Linked DNA regions of Mus musculus: all the other regions are linked to region 3. A link is a contact called in public ChIA-PET, HiChIP or PLAC-seq and promoter capture Hi-C data. All regions are on one chromosome and are shown on one strand. Each heading gives the region's core, a stretch centred on a gene start, on an enhancer-like site or on the middle of the called end of the contact. The rest is flanking DNA. Distances are from core to core; before and after follow the strand shown.

Evidence for each region. ChIA-PET counts read pairs in DNA pulled down with a chosen protein or histone mark. HiChIP or PLAC-seq counts read pairs in DNA pulled down with a chosen protein or histone mark. Capture Hi-C pulls out chosen DNA fragments and counts their contacts.
Region 1: a contact with region 3 is called in a FOXA1 HiChIP or PLAC-seq map of pancreatic cancer cells. The contact joins the promoter of Grwd1 here to the promoter of Snrnp70 in region 3. A contact is called at or near these places in 4 of 39 promoter capture datasets (hippocampal neurons, liver and pre-B cells), 1 of 115 datasets of contacts at active chromatin or transcription factors (pancreatic cancer cells) and 1 of 9 other capture datasets (pancreatic islet).
Region 2: a contact with region 3 is called in an HNF4G HiChIP or PLAC-seq map of pancreatic cancer cells. The contact joins the promoter of Fut2 here to the promoter of Snrnp70 in region 3. A contact is called at or near these places in 4 of 39 promoter capture datasets (cranial neural crest, liver, macrophages and 1 more), 2 of 115 datasets of contacts at active chromatin or transcription factors (microglia and pancreatic cancer cells) and 3 of 9 other capture datasets (adipose tissue, macrophages and pancreatic islet).
Region 4: an RNA polymerase II ChIA-PET map of effector CD8 T cells shows a contact between it and region 3, with 21 read pairs. The contact joins the promoter of Sult2b1 here to the promoter of Snrnp70 in region 3. A contact is called at or near these places in 2 of 115 datasets of contacts at active chromatin or transcription factors (effector CD8 T cells and microglia).
Region 5: a promoter capture Hi-C map of liver shows a contact between it and region 3, with 2.6 times the contacts expected there. The contact joins the promoter of Prrg2 here to the promoter of Snrnp70 in region 3. A contact is called at or near these places in 11 of 39 promoter capture datasets (the C10 cell line, the HPC-7 cell line, cranial neural crest and 7 more), 5 of 484 Hi-C or Micro-C datasets (B cells, CD4 T cells, cerebellum and 2 more), 9 of 115 datasets of contacts at active chromatin or transcription factors (effector CD8 T cells, embryonic basal ganglia, embryonic hindbrain and 5 more) and 4 of 9 other capture datasets (adipose tissue, liver, macrophages and 1 more).

Annotation. Positions count from the first base shown.
Region 1 is chr7:45,829,153-45,833,754 of GRCm38.p6, forward strand. It overlaps Grwd1 (glutamate-rich WD repeat containing 1), which reads right to left and starts at 1,637. Exons shown (of 7, transcript NM_153419.2): 1 at 1,443-1,637; 2 at 1,140-1,257; 3 at 830-992. The coding sequence starts at 1,629. Grin2d (glutamate receptor, ionotropic, NMDA2D (epsilon 4)) reads right to left here. Exons shown (of 12, transcript NM_008172.2): 12 at 3,331-4,602. The coding sequence ends at 3,628.
Region 2 is chr7:45,663,191-45,667,662 of GRCm38.p6, forward strand. Fut2 (fucosyltransferase 2) reads right to left here and starts at 3,204. Exons shown (of 3, transcript NM_001271993.1): 1 at 3,008-3,204. Gm39008 (a long non-coding RNA gene) reads left to right here. Exons shown (of 5, transcript XR_882068.2): 2 at 323-417; 3 at 1,713-3,226.
Region 3 is chr7:45,394,353-45,399,292 of GRCm38.p6, forward strand. Snrnp70 (small nuclear ribonucleoprotein 70 (U1)) reads right to left here and starts at 1,390. Exons shown (of 10, transcript NM_009224.5): 1 at 1,157-1,390; 2 at 307-463. The coding sequence starts at 453.
Region 4 is chr7:45,741,183-45,746,133 of GRCm38.p6, forward strand. It overlaps Sult2b1 (sulfotransferase family, cytosolic, 2B, member 1), which reads right to left and starts at 1,296. Exons shown (of 6, transcript NM_001360784.1): 1 at 872-1,296. The coding sequence starts at 1,178. It overlaps Gm31597 (a long non-coding RNA gene), which reads left to right and starts at 780. Exons shown (of 3, transcript XR_391433.4): 1 at 780-949; 2 at 3,812-3,883.
Region 5 is chr7:45,059,540-45,064,070 of GRCm38.p6, forward strand. It overlaps Prrg2 (proline-rich Gla (G-carboxyglutamic acid) polypeptide 2), which reads right to left and starts at 2,113. Exons shown (of 7, transcript NM_022999.1): 1 at 2,049-2,113; 2 at 1,202-1,353; 3 at 666-847; 4 at 433-472. The coding sequence starts at 1,286. Nosip (nitric oxide synthase interacting protein) reads left to right here and starts at 2,890. Exons shown (of 9, transcript NM_025533.3): 1 at 2,890-2,992.

The sequences.
Region 1 (4,602 bases), core at 387-2,886, 440 kb after region 3:
TACATTAGCCCACAAGGGCAAAGCAACCAGTCTTCCAGGCGCTCACCCTGCACATCTGTCACTGTCCCCGCTTAGTCTATTCTGCTCCACACACAGTCGCCTCTCCAGTTTCCCCTGAGATTCTGAATCATGTGTGCCAGGTGCACCCCAGGGTCTTGGCACTTTCGTTTTTCTTCTCTGCAAATCTGTTTCCACAAACACCCCAGCCCTGACACTTGCTGCAGGTCTCTAGTCCAAGAACACCGACTTACCCAGTCCTCCTCAAATTCACCATTTACAAAAAACAACTCTACCCTAGGAACACCCTTATACTACCACACTCAGCATCTTGTAACAAACTACAAGCTTTCTCTTGTTCCCTTTCCCACTAGTATGTTATGTTCATGGGCCCAGAGCTTTCTGTCTACAGGCTAAACCTTCTGGGAATAATGTAACAGATACAGGTCCAACAGAGACAGGTCCAGCTACGGGTTGGCTTTTGCTCTACATGCTCCTTGTATACCGTCTCCCTTTTTTGCTCATCTACCTGATCATAAAGTGCTCTATTTATTGAACTTGAGGTGAGCGCTCTACCACTAAGCTGCCTTTGAACTCATTCTATCCTGCCTCAGTTCCTAAGCAACAGCTCAGTAACACCCTTGCGTTTCACCACAATCAGGAGCTGTTTCAGCCTTTATTATCTGTTTATCAGCTCATAGAGTGAAAATGTCTGAAAATGAGGGGGGAGGGAGAGAAGCTGAGGGGCTGGAGGAGGTACTGAGAGACATTTGGATCTAGGGGGAGGGGTGTGCTGCAGAGAATCCTTAACAAGCCCCTGGAAAGACTGTACCCGAACTCGGTTGATGCCACCGTAGTGAGGAACCATGGCCAGTTCCAGCTGAGGTTTCTGCTCCTCCTCATCCTCTTCATCTTCATCTTCCTCATCGTCATCACTGCCCTCTGAGGGTGACGGCCTGGTGCCATGGAGATTGTGCATCCGAAGCATCATCAGTCTGGGGAAGCAAATACGGGTTAGAAACTGAGTGCCGGGATGTTGAAGGAGGAGGGAGGCTGGGGTCCCAGACTTTTAGGTCTGGCATTAGCAGAGAGCCCTAATGCGTGGGGCCTTGTGGATGTCTTGCAAAGGTCCTGGGTCTCACCTATTGCTCTGGGCGCTCTCCGCCTGGGTTCCCGCACACAGGTAAAGACTGAGAGGGAGCTCTGTCCGGTTGTCGCCCAAGTGATCTCGAACTATGTCAAAGCTGAGACAAGGGGCGCCTAGGGATGGGCGGGGAGATTAGAGTTGCTGAGTAGGAACGAGAGACTGGGAACTCGGCCTCCACCTCCTCCAAAGGCCGGCAGTCTGCAGGGTCACAATCCTCAGACTCCAGACCCTTCGTCCCCCAGACCCCAAGACAGGCCTTTCATTTCCCTGGACCCGAGAGTCAGGTCCCTCTGCCTACCAGTTTGCGCACGATGGTACAGCACGTAGGCCTCTTCATCCATTACCAGCTCCTCTCCCTCGCTCAGTGGCGGCCCTCTGCCGGGCAGGTAGACCTGGGATGGGCCTTCGGTTCCTGGGTCGCAGGTTTCAGCCTCCATGGGTTCTCCGGTTTCACACGTGCGACTCCGGCCCTTGCGCGCCGCCATCTTCGAACCTTCTTGCCCCGGACGCGAAGTGAGAGCGTCACTTCCGGGTTTCACCTCCCACAGTCTAAGACCCGTCCCACTGTACTGTTACCTTGGAAACCTGTGAACCAGCCAGAAGAAGGTAATGCGCAGAGAGATGGCCGCCACAAAGTAACCGCGTCCTGGCTCAGTGAGAAGACTTATATTAGGAGCAATTTTGTCTTTCGTGTGACCTTGGGGAATTCTTCCGCGCAGCAATGGCAAGACCTTCTGGGAGTTGTAGTTCTACAGAAGTCCTCGGCTTCAGAGCCCTCTCCATCTTCCACCTTTCATTCCCAGGGTTGTCTTTCCATTTAGTTAATTATTCATGTATGTAAACGAGCACTTACTGGCAAGGAGACTGGGCTTCTGTTCCCCGAGGACCTTTAAGGCCGATTTCTTCTCCTCTCCTTGTTATGATGGTTTTAAATTATTTCAAAATGCTTTAGGGTAGACAGGCTGGACATTATGTATAAGTTAGTGGATTGGATCTATCCTCCAGGGGCAGACCATTTCCCAACCAGGCATTCCCAGGGCAGCTCTGGTCAGCAGGCACTTAATCAGAAAGTCTCTCTTGAGGCTGCTGCTACAACTGAGTCAGCTCTCTTTATCTACCCATGTACACCCGAGTTTTGGTTAATTGGAGTAATGAAATATTGGAAACAGATCCTCACTGGTGAGATTAAGGAGATTCAAGGCGTGGGTTGGCCACTCTCCATTTGCATAAAATAACCCATCAAATCATTCTTGCCAGTAGCAAGGAGTAGGTCTCTAGATTTGGTCCTAATTTGTGCATCCCTTTTTGTATCTCTACTCTTGGGGGTGTTGTCTCTGCCCTGTCACCTCTCCACCCCTCTCCCCTGGACTCTTGCCGCTTCCTGGGGTTGACTGTGCTTTCCCCAATCTCCTGTTTTCTAGGACTGGGGACTGAACTCAGGGTGTTATGAATATTACAACACCCTGCCTCCGCTACACCACCAGCCCAGTTTCTGTTGTCTGACTGTCCTCCCTAAGGACTCAGTTCTCAGTTTCCATTTTTCTCCAGAGAAGTTGAAGGGACAGACACAGAACTCAGGCTTGGACTGAGGAGGCGTAAAAACATGGTTTTATTCCAAACACTGCAGTGTAGGAGCGGGAGAGGGGAGGAAAGGTCAGGTGTGGGCTCCCAGACCCTCCTCTCAGCCCAGCCTCAGACCCTGCTGAAATCTGGGAAAGGAGACCTGGGGGTGGAGTGTCTGCTGGATTATCACTGAAGGGTCACAAATAAGGGCTGGACTTGAAGATGTGATTGGTGGCATCTGGGGTGGTAGGTGAGTGGGGGGAGACAGGTAAAGGTAGGACTTTCGTGGAGGAGAGGTCATAGGTCAGAGCCAACAAGGATCTAAAAGGGAGGGGTCATTGAGGTCTGACATGAAGGGTCACAGTCTGGTCGGGGCACAGTCTGGGGTCAGATGATCATTTTAGGTGTTGGAAGTCACAGTCTGGGGTCAGGGGTTTCTGTGTGGCGGGGCCAAGGTCTGGAGTCACAGTTTGGCATACGCGTCTCACAGTTTTGAGTCCTGATGAATGAAAGGTTAAAAACAGGCTCCCCTAGAGGTGTGTCTGGGGCTAGGGAGCTGCACAGTGATGTGAGGGCCATGGCCCGGAGCGTAGGGGTGGGGCGCGGCGTGACCCCCCCACACCTCCCGCCAATCAGGTGACGTTAAAAAGCCCTTTTCGGGTTTAAAAAAGAGTCGGTGGGCTCCAAGAACCCCGCCCCCTTGCTCTCAGGATGGGTGAGATTTGGGCGACCGAGTCCCCTCTGGCTCATAGTTCCCCCAAGGCAAGGGGGTGGGGCGCAGGACGCTGCTCCAGGCGAGGTCCAGCCAGGTCCGTTTCTGTCCTTCCCAACCCATGAGGGTCTTGTCCACTTAGCGCGTCCCCTCGGGTCGTGGCCTGCGCTGACCGAGGGGGCGGCGGGGGTGGGGGGCCCGAGCCGCGTCATACCTCGGACTCCAGGCTGGAGAAGTGCGCAGAGCCCCTGCGTGTGCCCAGGTCCCCGCCCCGGTGTCTCCGGTGAGATGCGGTGGGCAGGGGCGGCCCCCAATGCGCAGCGTGCGGACAGCGGCGCGCGTGGCGCGAGGGCCCGGTGAGCCTGCGCGTGGGGGCCGCCCGTGGGCAGGAGCTCAGGTCCTCCAGCGAACGCGAGGTGGGCGCGGGCGGCGGGAGGTCCCAGCCACCCGCCGCGCGCCTGTGTCGGTGGTGGTGCGGTGCGGCGGCGGGCGCACGGTGCGAAGCCCGGGGGCGGTGCGGGTGCGGTCGCGGACAACCACAGCGCGCCCGGCGCCGGGGCGGTGGCCCCGCAGCCCAGGGTGGAGGCGGAGGCGCCCACCAGCCACCGTCTAGGCCGTCGTGCGAGCAGCTGAGATGGCGTGGTGGCGGTAGCAGCTCCAGGCTGGCGCAGTGGCGGCAGTGCCATGCGGGGCCGCCGCGCGGGGGCAGGTAGTCCCAGCTACCAGCGCGCCAGCCCCCGAGCTTGTCAACCGACCAGTAGCGGCCGGGCGGCGGCCCGAGGCGCTCCGCATACGGGTAGGGGAAGTCGGCGAACCACCAGGGCTCCAGGCCACCGAGCGACGCTCCGCCCAGGCTCTCCGAATCCTCGGAGTCCGAAGGCGAAGGCTCGAGGTCCAGGTAGGCGCACGGTGGTGGCGCGGCGCGGCGCGGCGGTGGTGCGGTCGGGGCCCCAGCGCTCGGGCCGCCCGCGCCCCCACCCAACAGCGGCTGGCTCTCGGGGTCAGAACGCGGCCAGCGCGAGGGCGCGGGCGGGCTCTCGTCCTCGAAAGCCAGGCGGCACAGTGGCGGCCCGACGGCGGCGGCTGCGGCGGCAGGCGGAGCGGGCGGAGATGGGAAGCCCGGGAAGGCGCCGGCGGGGGGCTCGGCCGGCTCTTGCTCGCGCACGATGGCGAAGTAGGAAGG
Region 2 (4,472 bases), core at 1,954-4,453, 270 kb after region 3:
TTTCAAATGTGCACTTAAGACAAACATTTTCCCATAAGCTCCTTAGCTTTACTTTCTGTCCCTTGTCTATGTCTGACCCAGCAGATTTCCAGGCGCAGATTTCCAGTTGCGTTAGCCATAGTTGCTTCCGAGGGACTTTCTGACCAGCCTGAGCCCCTTCGTCAGACTGCTGGGAAGTAGCCTGTGCTACAGTCGCCCCCAGATAGTCCCGCAGAACATGGGCAGGGAGCAAAACAGATGTGCCCCAGCCTCCACTTCTCTTTACCTTCTTGTCTTTTGCATATCATCCCAGCCTCTTCTTGTCTTTTGCATATCATCCCAGCCTTCCTGGGCCCAACAACAACACCCCGATTTCAGCAGGAAGCAGTTATGGAGGAGATTAACTAGCCCTATATCATCAACAAAAGGCTGAAAATGGTAAGTCTCAAAGAAACCCAGGGCAAATGGCTGAAGAGCCTCGTTAACAAACCCCAGTGGACCATCCACTCTCAGAATCATCCTAGTTGGCATACCCCACCCTTGACCCTAAACCTATCCAACCCCTGGGCTTCATTCCCTTCCCCTCCTCCAGCTTCTTCCATCCCTAAATATCCTCTTGGCTCTTCCTGCTGCGCCTGGACTCTCTTTCACCCTTTGCCATTTTTTTCTCCCATTTCTCGTCCTCTCTCGTTCTCATCCCCTCCCCCAGGGCTGTGTCCAGTCTGGATCCTTCCAGACTCCCCTGCATCTTTCACCCTTGTATCTAAAATCGGCTCAACCAAACCTTGAAGTCATGCCCTCATTTTTAAATGCAACCGGGCGGGTTCTGGTTTCCGGGTGCAGCCTTGCTGTAGTGGGGCTCCCAGCTGAGCTACTTTTACAGGCCTAGAAGACACTATTTTTTTTTTTTTTTTCTATGCTCATCACATTCCCCTTTGGTTTTTTTCTTAGTCTCCTTGGTTGTCACTCTGGCTTCCTCTCTGCCCCCACACCCTCTCTTCCTTTCTATAATATGTTACTTTCCCTCCCTGTCCTGGACTCTCTGGACTCTCTGGCTATTCTCTCTCATATCTACACTAAAGTCCTTCTTCTTAACCCTACCTTGGAGCTGCCATACCCCCACTTTATAGACGAGGTCTCACTAAGTTGCCCAGGCTGAATTCATTCAGTTAGCCTGGCCTTGGACTGTGCCCTTCTTTTTCAGCCTCTGAGGTATCTGGGATGTCAGGTCTGCTCCACCAAGCTCATCCTGGCACCAATTCTACGGTGGGAAAACACTGGAAAAACACACTTTGAAATCCAACCTGCTAATCTCTGGGCTTTTGATCTGAGGGCTCTGAGTCTCCTCCTGCAAACAGGAACACAGGAAGGCTTGTCTGGCCTCTGAGAACAAGGAAAGGAGGCTGTTCTGGACGAAGGACTTCAGGCTGCCTCTCTGCTGCTTCCCATCCCTCAGGAAGGGAAGCAATGGCAGGGAGACCAAAGGGCAAAGAAAGGTCAGAGCCTGCTGTGAGGTCATATCCAACTTTGGGGAAAAGATGGGGACTGTGGGGCTCAGGCAAGTGGCGCACACCTTTAATCCCAGCACACAGGAGGCAGGCGGATTTCAGCCTGGTCTACAGAGTGAGTTCTAGGGCAGCCAGCCGCACACAGGGAAACCCTACCTAGAAAAGCCGGAAAAAAGGGTGGGTTATGGCCAGAGCCATGCCCTTGGCCTTTGATTCACTTTATAGGAGCACAATGCTGACACCCGGAGCTGCTCGGGGACTACAGACTCATGTTCAGTCGCCTTTGCCGTCTTCTCAGGGGACAGCAGACTGCCGCTAAGGAAGGGAGCCAGATTCACATCACTTGTGATCCAAAGGCTAGGTAGGCACTTGGGTGAGTTTGGGAAGACCAAGGACTGTGGGAGGACTGGAAGCTGAAGCCATGGAGGACTGTAGAGCAGCAGTTTGGCTCCAGTCCAAGGCTGAGGAGGCAATGGGAGGAGCTTAGACTCTCTCTTTGATCTCTGTGGTCAGGAAGATCAATTACCATGTGCCTAGCCTCAGTTTACCTTCTGTTGGAGGGGTGCGGTATGCTGGAAAGAGGTCCCAGCTTTGAAGGAAGAATCCTTCTCCAGTTCCCTAGAAGCAGAGAGAGAAGCTCTCTCGATGTAGTCCAGGCTGATACCTAACTTAGCAATGCTCCTGCCTCAGCGTCTTGAATACTAGTATGACAAGCATAAGCCGCTGCACTCACCTCTTTCTAGCCTGTGTCCTCAGAACTGCCTTTTCCACCCAGAGCGCCCTGCCCCCAGCATCCCCTCCACATCAGCTCAGAGACAGGAGCCAGGTACATGGCTGGCTCCACCCCATCAGTGCCATTCCTGTGACTGGCACCGCTTTCTTCCTGTTCTGTCCCTGTGCCAAGGAACACTGGCATTAGGAGTCTCAGGGCAGTTTATCAGAGTAGCTGCCACATTGAAATCTCCAACAGAGGATCGGGATCCTCCCCCCCCCCTGCCCCCCATGACAGCTGCAGGTTTCTGAGGGCCCCCTAGGCTGATATGGAAGCCAAGGATACGGGAACAGGAAAATCCGGTTACATCCAGCCCAATTCTGCCTTTCATCTACTCTTGTTACTGGAATCAGTAGCAGGGAGAGAGCTGAGGATCTGAGAGGTGAAGCGGAGATTGGGGTTAAGAGGTCAACCAGCAGGGCAGGATGGTAGTCGGTGTGCAGGGAGTAGGGCTATGGGGGTGCTGGGCGAACACAGGGCTGGTGAGCCGGGAGCTTGGGAGACCCAGGGACTGGAAAAACTAAGGTCTGGGATCCCGGGATCTGGAGGACTCAGGACCTGAAGGAACTAGCTGGGGACTTGAGGCTGGGACTCCAGAGTCTGGGAGAACCAGGGTCTCTTCTCAGCAATGGCATCTCCTTCCAGAGAGCCCTGGGGTGGGGTCAGAGACCAATGCATCCAGTTCCTGGATCCCTAGGGCTCGTCAGGATTCAGGGGACCTGCCCCCAACCTCCTCACCTGTACTCACCTCTTCTGGCTGTGGTAACAGGGAAATGACCTAGGAATGGACGAACCGCAGCGTGGCTCTGCGGACTGGACGGCAGTGTGTATCTTCCAGCTTGGCTCTTCGTTCAGGACCAAGGAAACTTCCTGAGTTTAACCACAGCCCTGGATAGAAACTCCACCCAGGGTGTACCTGCTGACATCCTAGAACCAGAGAGGCTGGACCCGGAGGAGGCAGTCAAAGGTTAGCTTCCTCTCAGGTGCCTGCTGGGATGATAGCCAGGAGGGGCAGTTTGAAGAAATTGACACAGTCCAGCCCTGCCTTCTCCTGCAGATTCCCAAGAGCCTCAACCTCTGTCAACAACAACAACAACAACACTTTTTTGGATTTTTATGCATGCGTGCACGTGTGTGTGTGTGTGTGTGTGTGTGTGTGTGGCTGTCTACCCTGTTAGCAGGTGCTTTTCAACTTAAAAAAGGAAAAAAGAGCACACGTGTGGAGTCCTGAGGACTACTCTACTTTTGGATGTCCTCATATTCCGACCTGGTCGGAGTCTCCTCTGTGGCTGCCATGTTGTGTATCTCAAGCTGGGTGACTTGAGGGCTTTTGTTGCATGGCGCTCCTCTCTCTGTCCCCCCTCACTGCAGGAGAGCTAGTATTACAGCATCACGACTTCAGGTTTGGGAGGTAGGTGCTTTCATCTGCGAAGCCATCTTACTGACTCTCTTCTTCACCTTCTTTTGTGCATGTGCGGGGAATTGAACTCGGGTCCTCAGGCCCACACAGCACACATTCCAACTCTTCGGTTCTTTGGTTCTGAAGCTTTTCTTTCTTTCTTTTTTTTTTTTTTTAAAGAAATATTTTATTTTTATTTATGTGTGTAGCCTCTGTGGGCTGAGTCATTCCCTCACCCCTGGGCTTTCCTTGGTCTGGGTATTGAACTCTGGTCCACATGCTTGCTCAGCACAGCTTCACCAAATGAGTGAACTTGAGAGCCAACAGTATACAAAGATTCTTTTTTCCCCTTCCCTTTTGGTATGTAGGAAATTGAGTACAGGCCTCATGAACCATACACTCACCCCCTATGGCTGACTCTCTTTAGCTCTGAGACAGGGTCTCACTATGTAGCCCTGGTTTGCCTGGAACTTATGTAACCCTGGATGGCCTTGAAATCAAAGATCTACCTGTTTCTGCCTCTCAAGTACTAAGATGAATATAGTGTGCATCCCTAATACTATGCACGCTTAATAGATCTATGTGCACAGGAGAAAGCCAAGTACAGAGAGGGAAAGTAACTCCCTTGAAGTCACACAGCCATCTGAAGCCAGGCAAGCTGAGGCTTGGCCAAGGCCACACAAAAAACAGTTCTTGTCACTTCTGTTCACGTTCTGTTATTGTTTGTTTTGTGTGTTTGCTTGTTTGTTTTGAGACAGGGTCTCTCTAGAGCCCTGCCTGTGCCAGAACTCATTATGTATGTAGGCCAGACTGA
Region 3 (4,940 bases), core at 140-2,639:
GCACTATGGTTCTGCAGGCTAAGGCTCTTGCAGCCACGCCTGACAACCTAGGCTTCATCTCTTGGACCCACAAGATGGAGAGAATGGCCTCTTTCAAGCTGTCCTCCGACATTCACAGATTTGCACATACACCCACATATACAAAAGTATAATTAAAAAAATTAAAATGCACACAAAAGCACAAAACATGATCAGAAAACGTAAAAGCCACATGTGTGAACCACACAACTAAAACTGTTTTGAAGCCGAATGCCTCAGGGTAGCCTGCCCCATCCAGAGCTAAACCCTCCCTCCCAACATGCTCACCTCAAACTCTCGGATGTATGGTGCAATGCCACAGTAAGGTTGGTTATGGTGTTTTTCATGTGGCAGCTTTTCCAGGGGTGGCAGGTATGGGATGGGATCTCGGGGTGCAAAAAGGGCCAGAAGGTTGGGAGGCAGAAACTGTGTCATCTTGCCAAATCTAAGACCAGAAACGTTATGTTAGCATACTTTACTTAGCACTGCTTTCTTTTAGGCCCCCTTCACCCAAAACAAACAAACAAACAAACAAACAGGTGTGAGATTTGGAGACGGATGCTGCTATCCTGGTCAAGGGAGTGACCAACATCTGCTTGAAGAAAAGCTCTTGGTAAGAGCTGAAAAACTTAAGGCTGGTAACAGAAAACAAAGGGGAAAAGGAGTAGGAGGTGTGGGACCCAGGTCGAAGCCTCGCGCTCTAGAGGTTGCTCGCTTCATACCTTTAAGATTATGAAGTAGGGATTTCAAGGGAGGCCATAAGGATAATATCCAGGAAGCCAGGGGCCTCTGCGTAAAATATCTAGGAGCCGAGAGACGAAAGGAATTATGGGTAGAGGTCCAGGATGCGACCAAAAAAAAAAAAAAAAAAAAAGGCGAGAAAAAAAGGCAACACACAAACCGCAAGGGCCTGTGGGTAGGGGACCGCAGGAGATTGGGGGAGGGGGATCCTGAGGGAAAGAAGGCTGGAGTGCCCAGAGAACTCTGGGTAAAGGATGGGGGACGCAGAGGGAGAAGTCAAAGGCACTAACCCGGGAAACGGGCCACAGCAGCGGGGAAAGGGTTCGGGAACCCCGCAAGGGCTTGTGGGTAGCGGCCCCACTCCCCGTTAAGGCCTCTCATTCACCCACTCACTCACCGCGCGGCGCTCTCCTCAGCCTGACGTTAGCCTCAGGCCTCGCGGCCGCCCTTCACAAACAAAAACTCCCGCTCCGACTTCCACTTCGGCGGCGCCCGCGTCAGGTAGCTTCGGTGGTCCGCGCAGCGCGCGCAAACCAGACCTCTCCTCACAACCCGCGCGGCCTCAGCTCGCGACCAGAACTGGGAGTGGAGACGACTCGAATCCCTCCGCCTTTCGCAATGCGCATGCGCCGTACGAGTCAAACGACACCCTCACAGCAGTCCAGGCCTTACCAGGGGCACTGCGCATGCGCCAAAACTGTACTCATTCTGAAATGGCTAAACATCCGCGGCCCGGCTGTCGTACTGCGCATGCGTGATCGGACCTAGGTCGGTCTCAGCCTCGCGCTCTAGCTAACCGCCTATGACCGCGAGACACTTATGGAAGGTCCGCCCTTTCTCCTTACACTTCCCGGACCTTGTGCGCATGCGTCTAAGTGATGCACCACGTCGCATATCCTTCCGCAGCCTGTCAAAAAGTGCCTGCATGAACAGGGTCTTTGCGTTTACGTTGGATTTGACAGGAAACTCTTGCCCGGGTAGCGGTTGTGCACGCCTTTTATCCCAGCACTTAGGAGGCAGAGGCAGGCGGATTTCTGAGTTCGAGGCCAGCCTGGTCTACAGAGTGAGTTCCCGGACAGCCAGGGCTATAAAGAGAAACCCTGTCACAGGGAGGAAAAAGAGAGAGAGAGAGAGAACTCTTTCCCAAAATTTTTGTATGTGCTAGCCACCGTTTGGCTCATGATAAAATAGTCATCTCTTTGGCTCAGTGGTTAAGAGCGCCGACTGCTCTTCCGAAGGTCCCGAGTTCAAATGCCAGCAACCACATGGTGGCTCACAACCATCCATAACGAAATCTGATGCCCTCTTCTGGAGTATCTGAGGACAGCTACAGTGTACTTACATATAATAAATGAATAAATCTTTAAAAAAAAGTCATCTCTTCTTCCTGGAGCTCATATTGTTGAGAGAAAAAGATAAATCTGTTTTGTATTATTTTTCCTTTTTATTTTGTCTTTTATTTTTTTCTTTCTCAGAGCTGAGGACCAAACCCAGGGCCTTGCTCTACCACTGAGCTAAATCCCCAACCCCTACTTTTCCTTTTTAATGTGTTCTGTTGTTTTTATCTTTACTTTTTTTCAGACAAAGTTTCACCATAGCCAAAGATGTCTTTGCATTTTGTATCAGTATGTATATTTTATCTTTTTATATATATGTGTGTGTGTGTATATGTGTGTGTGTATATATATATATATACACACACACATATATATTTCCTGTTTTCTGTACACCAGGCTGACCTTGAACCCACTGACCTCTGCCTCCAGAGTGCTGGGATCAAAGGCATAGAGCACACAATTCCAGGCTTTTTCTTTTTCATTTTCTCTTCTTTCTCCTTCTTCCTTCTTTCTTTTGTTTCTTTCTTCTTCATTGGAGACAATGAAGGATCTGGAGAGATGACTCAGCAGTTAAGGGCAACTGGCTGCTCCCTCCCACGGTCCTGAATTTGATTTCCAGCAACCACATGATAGCTCACAACTATCTATAATGGGATCTAATGCCCTATTCTGTTTTATGCTCTCTGTTATGGAGGCATACAGGCATGTAGAGCGCTCATACACATACATACATACATACATACATACATACATAAATTTTTAAAGTAAAGCTGGGCAGTGGTGGCGCAGGCCTTTAATCCCAGCACTTGGGAGGCAACGGCAGGAGGATTTCTGAGTTTGAGGTCATCCTGGTCTACAGAGTAGTTCCAGGACAGCCAGGGCTACATGGAGAAACCCTGTTTCGAAAAACCACACACACACACACACACACAAAACTTTAGAGTGCACTGCCCATAGAGCAGCTCAGGCTAACCCTGTCCATCTCACTCCCATATTAATGGGATTACAGGCTCCTAGATTATCTGAGTTTGGGATGGAACCTGGGGCAACTCTACAAAAAAGTCCTCTCCACCCTGACCTTCACCTCTTGGCAATCCCCCTGACTCAGCTTTCTATGTGCTGGGTTTACAGAATTTGCCACTACCCAGGGTTTGTAGTTTAAAGGCCAGCCTGTGCTACAGAGAAGCCTCTCTCAGGAAAACAAAGAGAGGAGCTGGGGAGATGGCTTCTGTATAAGGAGCCGAGTTCACCCACATGCCCCTCCTCTGCACCTGTAAAAATCTCAGCACTTAGAGCGCTGTCTATAACTCCAGCACGAAAGATGGAGAGGGGAGGATTCCTCTCAGTCGCCAAGAGTTTAATTCCAGGTGGAGTGAAAGGCCTGGATAATTAAGGTGGAGAGTGACTGAGGAAAACCAAAAACTCGGTGGGGCCTTGACCTCTGATCTCCACCCCAACCTGCAGTGCATGGCTGCACACAACTTTAGTCCCAGCATTTTGGAGGCAGAGGCAGGTGAACCTCTGGAATTTGAGGCCAGTCTGGGCTACATGTCCAGTTCCAGGTCTAGATGTAGATCTCTATATGACAGAGAGACCAAGTCTCAAAAAACAAAAACAAACTTACAAGGTAACCCAAGATGGCATTGAACCCTTATGTAGTGAAGGGTGTGTTGACATTTTGTCTAGGCTCTGCCCCGCAGTTACTTGGCAGCAGCCAGGTGTGCCTGACTCACTATAAAAGGGGCTGCTTGCCCCCTCCTCCCTCTCTTGCCTTCTTGTTCTCCCTCCGTCCCTTGCTCCTGCCCCACCCCCACCCCTCTCCATTTCCCCTCCTGCCTCTCTCCCCACGTGCTCATGGCCTGCCTCTACTCCTCTACTCTTTCTCTCTCTGCCTTTCTCTGTCTCTACTACCCTCTCAGCTCCCCTCCCCATGCCCTGAATAAACTCTGTTTTATACTATACCATCGTGTGGCTGGTCCCTCAGGAGGAAGGGATGTCTCAGCATGGGCCCGCAGAGGCACCCCCACACACACACCTGGTTGCAAAGCCACCAAACACATCCCTTCTCTATCTCTTTATGAGCCACTACAGGATGGCCTTGAAATTCTGGCCCTCCTACTAACATACACTCCCACTCCCAGGTCATAAAAGTGGTAGGGATTTAAACTCAGGACGTTTTGTTGATTTGTTTATTTTTTTTCCTGGGGGTGTTGTTTGTTTGTTTTTTGTTTTTGTTTTTGGGAACAGGACTTCTCTTTAGCTCTGGCTGTCCTGGAATTATCTCTTTAGATGAGGCTGTTCTTGAACTCACAGATAGCCACCTGCCTCTACCTGCCAAATGCTGAGATTAAAGGCCTGTGCCAAGGTACTAGGCTCTTTCATTAATTTACTCTCCCTCATCCTGACAGAAGTTTACCCTCTGTACTGCCTAGTTTTGTGTCAACTTGACACAGGCTGGAGTTATCACAGAGAAAGGAGCTTCAGTTGGGGAAATGCCTCCACGAGATCCAACTGTAAGGCATTTTCTCAATTAGTGATCAAGGGGGGAGGTCCCCTTGTGGGTGGTGCCATCTCTGGGCTGGTAGTCTTGGGTTCTATAAGAAAGCAGGCTGAGCAAGCCAGGGGAAGCCAGCCAGTAAGTAACATCCCTCCATGTCCTCTGCATTAGCTCCTGCTTCCTGACCTGCTTGAGTTCCAGTCCTGACTTCCTTGGTGATGAACAGCAATGTGGAAGTGTAAGTCGAATAAACCCTTTCCTCCCCAACCTGCTTCTTGGTCATGTTTGTGTAGGAATAGAAACCCTGACTAAGACACCCTCCCACCTCCTCCCTCCCCTCCCACTCC
Region 4 (4,951 bases), core at 46-2,545, 350 kb after region 3:
ATTAAAGACATATGCTGCCCGGGGGCACACTCTTGATAGCTAATTGATAGAGAAGGTCCTAGCCCACTCAGGGCAGTGCCCCTCCTGGGCAGGGGCCTGGGGTTTATAGAGTTAGCTGAGCAAGCTCTAAGGAGCCAGGCAGTCACAGCAGGATCCTGTGTGATTTCTGCTTCTGTTCCTGATTGCGTTGCTTCTCTGTGATAAGGCTGGGGCCTGGAAGTGTAAGCCACACAGGGCCTGTCTTCCTTCGGTTGCTTTTGGTCAGGTGGTCTATTACAGCGACAAAGAGAGAAGCAGAATGCGCAGTGGCTTTCCTTCTCTGTGAAGACTGTGGAGTAGTCTGCATGCGAATTCACACGAAATGAGGAACCTCCTCCACAGACACGCGCGGTTCCGAGAACAAGCAACAGCCAGGGCAGACAGAGCGCTCAGAGAGAGCCAGATTAACCTTCCAGTGGATAAGCAGAGGTTTACCCAGTGACACTGTGCCCAGCAGCACACACCTGCCATTCCAGAACCCGAGACACTGAGACAGCAGGACCAGCTGAGGTTCAAGGCCAGCCTGGGCTACATGAAAACCTTTCTCAACAAAAATGAACAAATTACCCAGCAAACCATGCGCGGCTGGTGGCACTCAGTGCTGTGAAGGCTTGGGAGACAGGGAAGGATTGGGGACACTGTGGCAGCCCTAGAGGGGAGGGGACATTAGCTAGGCCTTCAGAGTCTCCCTGGAGCAGGGACTTAGTGCGCAGTGCAAAGGAAGGTACTGTTAGCAGAGGACAAGCTGCCGGGTTCTGCAAAGCAGGCTCCTCCCCTTCCTCCTCCCTTCTCTCCTCCCTTCCTCCCCAGCCCAGACTAGCACTACCGGTACCTGATTTGGGGTAGGTGACAATGAAGATGTCGTCGTCCCGCACGTTGCTAGTGTTCTCAGCCAGACTGAGGCTCTCCGGTGAGTACATGCCGACAGGAAAAGGGATACCTTTGTATCTGAAGTATTCACCTCCAAAATTCCAGCTGAAAGAGGGGAAGGGCACGTGTAAAGAAGACCAAGGAGGTGGGCAAGAGTCGCAGGGCCCTCCATTCACACGCCAGTGAGGAGTGTCCTTTCTCTGAGCCCCGTGTGTCCACCTGAGGAGTAGATCCACTTCAACTCCACCACAGCAGTCCCGTGATGTCATACTGTCGCCCCCACACTATGGGTGTAGAAAGCTGAGCGTGGAGGGTGGGAGTGACTCGCCCAAAGCTACGCTTCTGGTAGGAGGAAGGGTACTTCATGTCTGCAAAGTGGAGCTAAGTGTTCTCCTTATGTCTATTCCACATCCCAACCCTGGAGGGCGACACCACGTCATCAGGCCATTTTCCGAACGAGGAACCCAAGCCAAAGGTGGCAGGTGCCCCCGCCAACGCTGCACGCTGCAGAGCCCATGTGAGAACCCACGATGACTCACCGAGAAGCTAAAACGATCTAGCTGTTTGTCCCAAAGCCATGACGCATTTACGCAGCCACGAAACCGAGTTTCCAAAGAGAAGACTGAACCTAGACCTTTCAGAATGGTGCAAGAAGTGGTCCACTACGGAGCCCCGCCCCATCCCCCCCCCCCCCGCACTGTGAGCCCCGCCCACAGCCCTCTATTAATTTGTTGGAGACAGAGTCTCACTAAGCTGTTCTGGCTGGTCTTGAACTTTTGATTCTTGTGTGTCAGCCTCCTAAGTAGCTAGGATGACAGATTTGGGCCACCAGGCTCATGTGGGACACATATTTTATCTACTGATTTTTTTGTACTGATGGAGCTTGAGCCTTGATGCTGACACATTAGGCTATCACTCGACCACCACGCTACAACCCTTGGTTTCATGTTTTGAGGGAAAAGGAAACCACAGCATATTGCTTTGTTTTGAAGAAACGCACCCACTAAAAGTTCCTAAGAACAGCCTGGCTTCTGGATGCCGCATCTGCTTCGTTCCTCTGACTGGTGGGACCTCTGTGAGTGAGACCAGTGGATCACATCACGCTGGTCATTCCCAAAGGCTGAGACAGGAGGACAGAGAACTAAAGGCCAACTCCAAAAGTACAGGGAGATTTGGACTCAAAAAGGAAAAGACACTGGGGTGTGGTGGCGCACACTTTAAGTCCCAGGCAGAGTCAGGGAGATCGCTGAGTTTAAGGCCAGCCTGGTCTACAGAGTGAGTTCCAGGACAGCCAGGGCTACACAGAGAAACCCTATCTCGGAAAAAAAAAAAAAAAAAGACAGGGTTTCTCTGTGTAGCCCTGGCTGTCCTGGAACTCACTCTGTAGACCAGGCTGGCCTCGAACTCAGAAATCTGCTTGCCTCTGCTTCCCGAGTGCTGGGATTAAAGGCGTGCGCCACCACGCCCGGCTGAGAAACCCTGTCTTGAAAAACGAAAAAAAAAAAAAAGAAGAAAGAAAGAAAGAAAGAAGAAAGTTTGTAGTGGTAGAGCCCCTACCTAGAATCCCCATTCCAGCTTACACTTCTACATTGCTGTTCATCACTAAAGGAAGTCAGGACTGGAACTCAAGCAGGTCAGGGAGCAGGAGCTGATGCAGAGGCCATGGAGGGATATTACTTACTGGCTTGCTTCCCCTGGCTTGCTTAGCTTGCTTTCTTATAGAATCCAAGACTACCAGCCCAGAGATGGCACCACCCACAGCCCCCCCCCCCTTGATCACTAATTGAGAAAATGTCTTACCGTTGGATCTCATGATCTCATGGAGGCATTTCCTCAACTGAAGCTCCTTTTTCTGTGATAACTCCAGCCTGTGTCAAGTTGACACAAAACCAGCCTGTACACCCAATGAGGGGCAGGCGACGTGGCTCAGTGGTAGAGCCTCTGCCTAGAACTCCCCAGTGAGGGATGGGCATGGCTGTATGGTGTGTCACTAGGCCCTAGAACAGCAGTAATGACAATGCTGACAACGAGAGTTTGGTTTTGAGGTAAAACTCAGACACATGGAGGAGAAGGCATTTAGGAACGCTCACTGTGGGATGCTCTCTGTGCCTTGGGTTTTCTGGTGTATAGATGGATATAATGCCTGCTACCTTGTAGCATTTTGTAAAGCACTCGGGGCTCTGTCTAACCTGGAGAAAGCATTGTATCAAAGTTGGTTAAATTTCCACAGAGAAGAAAGGCAGGAGGCTGGCTGTAAGTGGTCAGCATCCATCCTGGTTTGAAGCTCACATCCCATAAATCTGAGATTTCTAAGGAATAACCATTTTGTCCAGCAGTGGCCCAGCATTATCAAGGCCCTGTTCAGGCCAGCCTGCTCAGTGTTCAGCCTGTTCAGTGTGCCTTGTAAGTTGTAAATTCTCTAGATACTACATTTGTTCAGTGATGTTATCCTACCCCTCCATAGGTTGAACCCCAGGAATGTGTGACATCACCAGTTACCAGGCAGATTTGGATGACCAGGCAGGAGCAGTGAGGTCAATGGTTACCAGGCAGATTAGCTGGTGAAGGTCTGCCAGTGGCAAAGTCTAACGAGCCTTGCCTCCTTGAGTCTCCGTTTCCTCACCTGTCACAAGCAGCCAGCAATAATTACTGCTTCAAGCCTTCAGTCCTACTGAGGATTATAAGTGCTTGTATATCTTAAGTACTGGGCTTTTAAGAGATACTCGGTGGTTAGCCCCAGGTATGCTTTAGTCTTTGATCTCACCAATTCCTTGAGAGAGCTATTTCTCTCTCATTACAGGAGTGGGAAACTGAGTCACCTTCCAAGGAAGGTTAGCCCCAGGTATGCTTTAGTCTTTGATCTCACCAATTCCTTGAGAGAGCTATTTCTTTCTCATTACAGGAGTGGGAAACTGAGTCACCTTCCAAGGAAGGATCTTGTGCCCGTAGGCACCCTGAAATCGTTCCTGGATAAGTAAGTAAATGAATATGGACACCTGGCCCACTGTTCCACCGGTTTTTTGTTTTTTTTTGTTTTGTTTTGTTTTGTTTTTGTTGTTGTTTTGTTTTGTTTTATCTCTGAATGCAGCTCAGGTCCTGAGAGGCCAAGTGGCGGGGAGTCAGGGCTGCTGGCAATCAAGGTCAGACATGAGGCAATGAATAAGGGAGACAGCGACGGCTGAGTAGATGAACAAGTGGATGAAAGAACGAGGGGATGAATGAATGAGTGAATGAATGAATGGACGCACAACAACAGAGTCAAGGAATGCTCTCAAGCACTTGTGTCCCCTCCCTTTCCTGTGCCTTTAACTCTGGGTACTGTAGGGACCTCATCAGCCAGAATGTGTAGCTCTGGAGCCTCCCAGAATCCCTTGAGCCCCCTGTAGGCTCCTCCTTATCCCTGCCTTAAGGCCAGCTCTGGCCTCCACCTGGCCTCTCCCTTCAGCTGTGTCCATCTCTCTAACACCCATTGCCCCTAGGGTCACACAGGCACTTTGGGCTTTATGTCTTGTGCCTTCCTGAGTCCCTGTGCCAACATCCACAGATGTGTCTCCCCTGCTAGTGGTGAGGGCTCGTCCTCTGAAGGCGCCAGCTCAGTTCCTATCGTGGAGAAGGGACACAGGCTGAATTTGGACAGGTTTCCATGTCAGGAGACCGATGGAAGGAAGGAAAGCCACTATCGCCTATAACTTAACCTGCTGATCATGTTATAACCCTGCCTCCACTGGGGCCCTACAGTCAGCTCTTCCCACCTGCAGGCGAGGACCCACCCAGGACTGGGTGCTTCTGCTCTCCCCATGTTTATAACCACAGCACCTCTCTTACTGACAGTAGTAGCCATGTTATTACAAGAACCTACAGGGCACTCCCATCTGCTGTCCCTCTGTGCCACCGTCTCTGTCAGCCCAGCTCACGAGCCTTGTTTCCCTTCCTGCACCAAGACAATCCTGCTGTAGGGTTTTACACAGGCTGTTCCCATAGCTTCCATTCCTCTACAGACTCTTGCCCTTCCTGTGTGGAATCTGCCACAATGTTACTGAAC
Region 5 (4,531 bases), core at 863-3,362, 330 kb before region 3:
TAGAATTCAGAGGAGGGGCTAGGGTGGGCAAACTGGACAGGTGAGAATGACCAGGCTTCCTGCCTTAGCTCTGTTGCTAGGTAACAGCCCCACTAGCAACCAAGATGCTTGTAAGGGGCTGGGGCTCTGGACTCTAAAGAAGGGCCGCAGGTGAGTTTGTCCCTCTGACAATAACTCTATCATCTGCTCACCCACAAGTCCCCCACCTGAGGACTCGGGGGTCCTCCTATGAATGTGAACACCATCCGTGTGCTGGGTTTCTCAGACAAGGGCCATTGTGGAAACAGAGGAGACACCTTGTCAGTCATCCCCGAACAGCATGGGATTGGAGGGAAGGTAGTCCTGTATGTGTGGAGGGGATGTTGGATTGAACTCCAGGGCTAAAGGCTGCTTCCCCAACACAGGACGAGAGGGCTGAGAAGCATCACTCACCTCCCTTGCCATTGTACGTATAGCTTTCCCAGAAGCGCTCCTAGGGTTAGAGAAGAGAAGGAAAAGATAGCAACTGAACACGAAAAGTCATGCCCCGCCCCCACCCCACCAGTCCACCCTGACATAGGAGACCCCATGGAGGTGAGGAGGGAGCTGAAGGCTGGAGCCTGTGATCCTTAACACCTAGAGAAGGCGGACAGGCCCTCGATGCCAGGGTCCTCTGAGGCCCTCACCGTCAGTGTGTTGTCCTCAAAGTACTCCCGGGCCTCCTCCCAGGAGCACCTCTCCTCCAGACACTCCCGTTCCAGGTTCCCAGGGGTCAGCAACTCCAGGTCCCAGTGGTTAGCACGAGGAAAACGCCTGCGGCCAACTAAGAAACTCTGGGCCTCTGGGGCATCCAGGAAGATGTCAAGAACTAAGGACATCAGAGTCAAAAGCAGAGTCCTTAGGATAGAGGACAAAGAAGACAAAGAACTATGGGGTCCTAGGGGTACGGACCAGGCCTGGAGAACCCTGAGCAAGAGGGGACAGAGTTTTCACCATTGGGCATGAAGGAGGAAGACTGGAGTCTGGAACTCTACTTCTGAAGCAGGGGGTGACCATGTGGATCTGAGGGGAGAAGCCGGGGCACAGACCCTAGGATCTGAGGGAGAAGCGTCCGGGTCCAGGAATCTAGGAAGTCTCCTGGCTAGGGAGAGGCAGAACTAAACCTCTGCAAGGCTCTTCTCCAAACACTCACCTTCAAACTTGAAGAGACTCAAACACTCACCTTGGTTTTGCTCTCTGTGAGGTGAGGTGTCCAGGCAGGTGGCCAATCCCATATAGACTAAGAGCAGGGAAGGACGGCCCCTCATACTGTGTGGACTCCCAGATGACAAATGCTGCAGCGGAGTTAGGAGGCCAGGACTCCCTGCCCGCACTCTGCCATCATGATAAAAGCAAGTAACCAACTCGTGTCCCATGCCAGACACCGTGGGTCTTTATCAACTCAGGACTTTATCAAGACAGGGTTTCTCTGTCTGTGTAGCCCTGGCTGTCCTGGAACTCACTCTGTAGAGCAGGCTGGCCTCAAACTCAGAACTCTGCCTGCCTCTGCCTCCCAAGCGCTGGGATTAAAGGTGTGCCACCACTGCCTGGCTCATCTTAATTTTCAAGCCAGTCCTATTACTCCTGCCATTTTTATAGGTGAAGAACGTGTTACCAGGTAGTAAAGTCATTTGCCTATTGTACCAGGTTTTCGAATGTCAGAGGAGGACTTTGGAGGTGACAATGATAAGCACACAGTTGCTGAGGCTTGCTTTCTCTACCTATCACAAACCTGACAACACACAGTAGGCATTTAAACAAGCTCATCATCAACCCTCTTCCCTTCCAGCCCAGCAGATTACATTCCAAGTCAGCCTCCCTCTACCTGTTGCCTCATCGAGCCTCAGAGATCAGAGACTACACGACAGATCAGGTCGTATATTTCTAGGTCTTGAAGGCTTGAGGAGACAGAGCCCTGGGGATCCACAGCCTAGAGCTTGGGTCCCAAGTTTCTAGATCCCAATAACGTGGGGAATCAGGACACCAGATCCTCTGCCCAGGAGTTTCTCGGGGAGCATGCACCCACTTACCTGGCCAGGGCTGGGAGCTCTGCCTCTCTTCTTTAACGAAGGCCCTCTGGGTCAGAGTAGCCAGCTGTGCAAAGGGGTAGGCAAGAGGGGAGGGGAGGAGAGGAGGGGAGCTCCTCCTGGGTTACTAGGCCCGAGCCGGCTACTGGCGAGGGGGCGGGGCTACTGATTACCTTCTTTGGGAGGGACTCAGGTAAGGGACAAAGTACTTAAAGGGACCATAGGATCAAGGTCTTCAGTGCCACGGCCCCACACAGAAGAAACAAGGCTTTCCGACACCATGGAGGGATCTAGGGGGCTTTATTAGAGTCTCCTCTTCCCTACTTGTCCAGCCCGAGTCTCTCTCTACAGACGACTTGGCAGAGCCAGGAAAATAAATCTTAGGTCTCAAGAGATCTACACACTGGTGGGAAGGGAATTCTTTGGTTCCTAGAATAACTGGGCGGTACCACAATAAATCTGTTTCCTGAGGATAACTTGAACAGTTTAGTCTCGAGATCTTTGAAAATTGTTTTTTCTATAATAGGGGAAAGAGTTCTCACTTATCGACTCTTAAGATGCAATGGGGGAAAAAATAAGTAATATATTTGGGGAACTGGATATCAGTCTCTTCGGGTGACAGAGTTAAGTCTCCAAACTCAAACTTGAAGAGACTCAAAGCAACTGCCCCGCTCTGGGTAATGCCTAGAACAGGCTAGGGTGTCTCCCAGAGTCAAACCACTTTCGCTCACCGGAACCTTCGAGTAGTCACTCACGTTTCCGGGGGGATGGAAGAGAAGAAGAAAGCACTTACCAAGCCAGGCGAAGCGCCTCCGCGACTAGGGGCAGAATTATTTCCGGTCTCCTCCTGTCGGGCGGAAGTAGGAGGAGTAGAGTTTAAAAACAGTACTCTTTTTCCGGTTCGGGACGTAGTTGAAGCAACGACAAGCCGGATAACCGCTCTTGAGGTAAGCTGCAGGCGGTGAGGGGTCGCGTCGCCAAGTTTCCTTCTTGTGGGAGAAATTTGCAGTTCTGAGGGAGGTAGGATAAGGTTTCGCACTCCGAATCCCTGTCAATCATTAACAGCGCTCTTGAACGCCTAGGTTGGAAGACGAACTACATTTCCCAGGATGCCTTGTACTGTCTCCCTCATCCTGGCTGGTTGTAGAAAATGTAGTTCCGCAGTAGAGGAGTGATGCGGACCAAGTGAGGGGGAACTTGGGGTTCCCTGTGTTAGTGAGAGTTGAGGTCGGATTTCTAGACAATGGTGAGGAGGGGAATGAGCAGTAGTGGTTTGGACCCTTGAAGGTTCCTTGAAGCAATTAAAATATTTTATTCTGCTTGAGACCGAGTCTCAGTATGTAGCCCTTGCTGTTATAGAACTCGCTATGTAGTTAGCCTCAAACTCACAAAGATCCGCCAACCTCTGCCGCCCAAGTGTTGAGATTAAAAGTGTGCACCACCACACCTAGCACTTATTACCCCCCCCCCCCCGCCCCATTGTTCGTTTTTGTTTTTTGGCTTTTCGAGACAGGGTTTCTCTGTGTAGCTCTGGCTGTCCTGGAACTAGCTCTGTAGACCAGGCTGGCCTCCAACTCAGAAATCCGCCTGCCTCTGACTCCCAAGTGCTGGGATTAAAGGCGTGCGCCACCACCCCAACGATTATTGTATTTTTTTGAGGCAAGGTGACATGTAGTCCAGGCTGCATCGAATTTCACTAAATATCTCTAAGGAGATTAAGATTTATTAGCTGGGCAGTGGCAAAAAAAAAAAGATTTATTTAAAGTAACGAGGGGGGGGATGGGTGGGATTAGGGTGCATGATGTAAAATTCACAAAGAACGTAGGACATTTGAAAGCCCCCAGAAGGAGATTTATTTAAAGGGGTATGGTAGACACATCTTTGATCCCAGAACTGGGCGCAGAGGTAGATGGATTTTCCTGAGTTTGAGACCAGCCAGGGCTACATAGTGAGACACTATCCTGAAAAGAAAAGGAAAGGAAAAGAAAAGAAATGCTTTCCTTTTATTTTATGTAAACGAGGGTTTTGCCTGTTTTTATGATTGTGCACTCCATGTGAATGCACTGTCTACAGAGCCCAGAAGGCCATTAGGTCCCCTAGAACTGGAGTTGTGAACTGCCATGTGTGTGTTAGGTATCAAACCCAGGTCCTTTGGAAGAACAGCCAGTGCTTTTAGCCACTGCCTCATCTCTCCAGCTTCTTAATTTGTTTTTTGTTTTTTTTGTTTGTTTTTTGTTTTGTTTTGTTTTGTTTTGTTTCTTGAGATGCACAACCTGGTACTGAAATTAAAGGCATGCAGTCCCCACTCCTGGCTCATGTTCTTATTTTCAATGAGGTTTATTGGGATATAATTTCACATACTGTATACTTTACCCACTTAGAGCAAACAATTCAGTGGTTTGTAGTATACGCCCAGAATTGTACTGACATCACCACTAACAATTTTAGAGCATGTTCTCTGGGTGTGGTACCACACCTGCACTCCC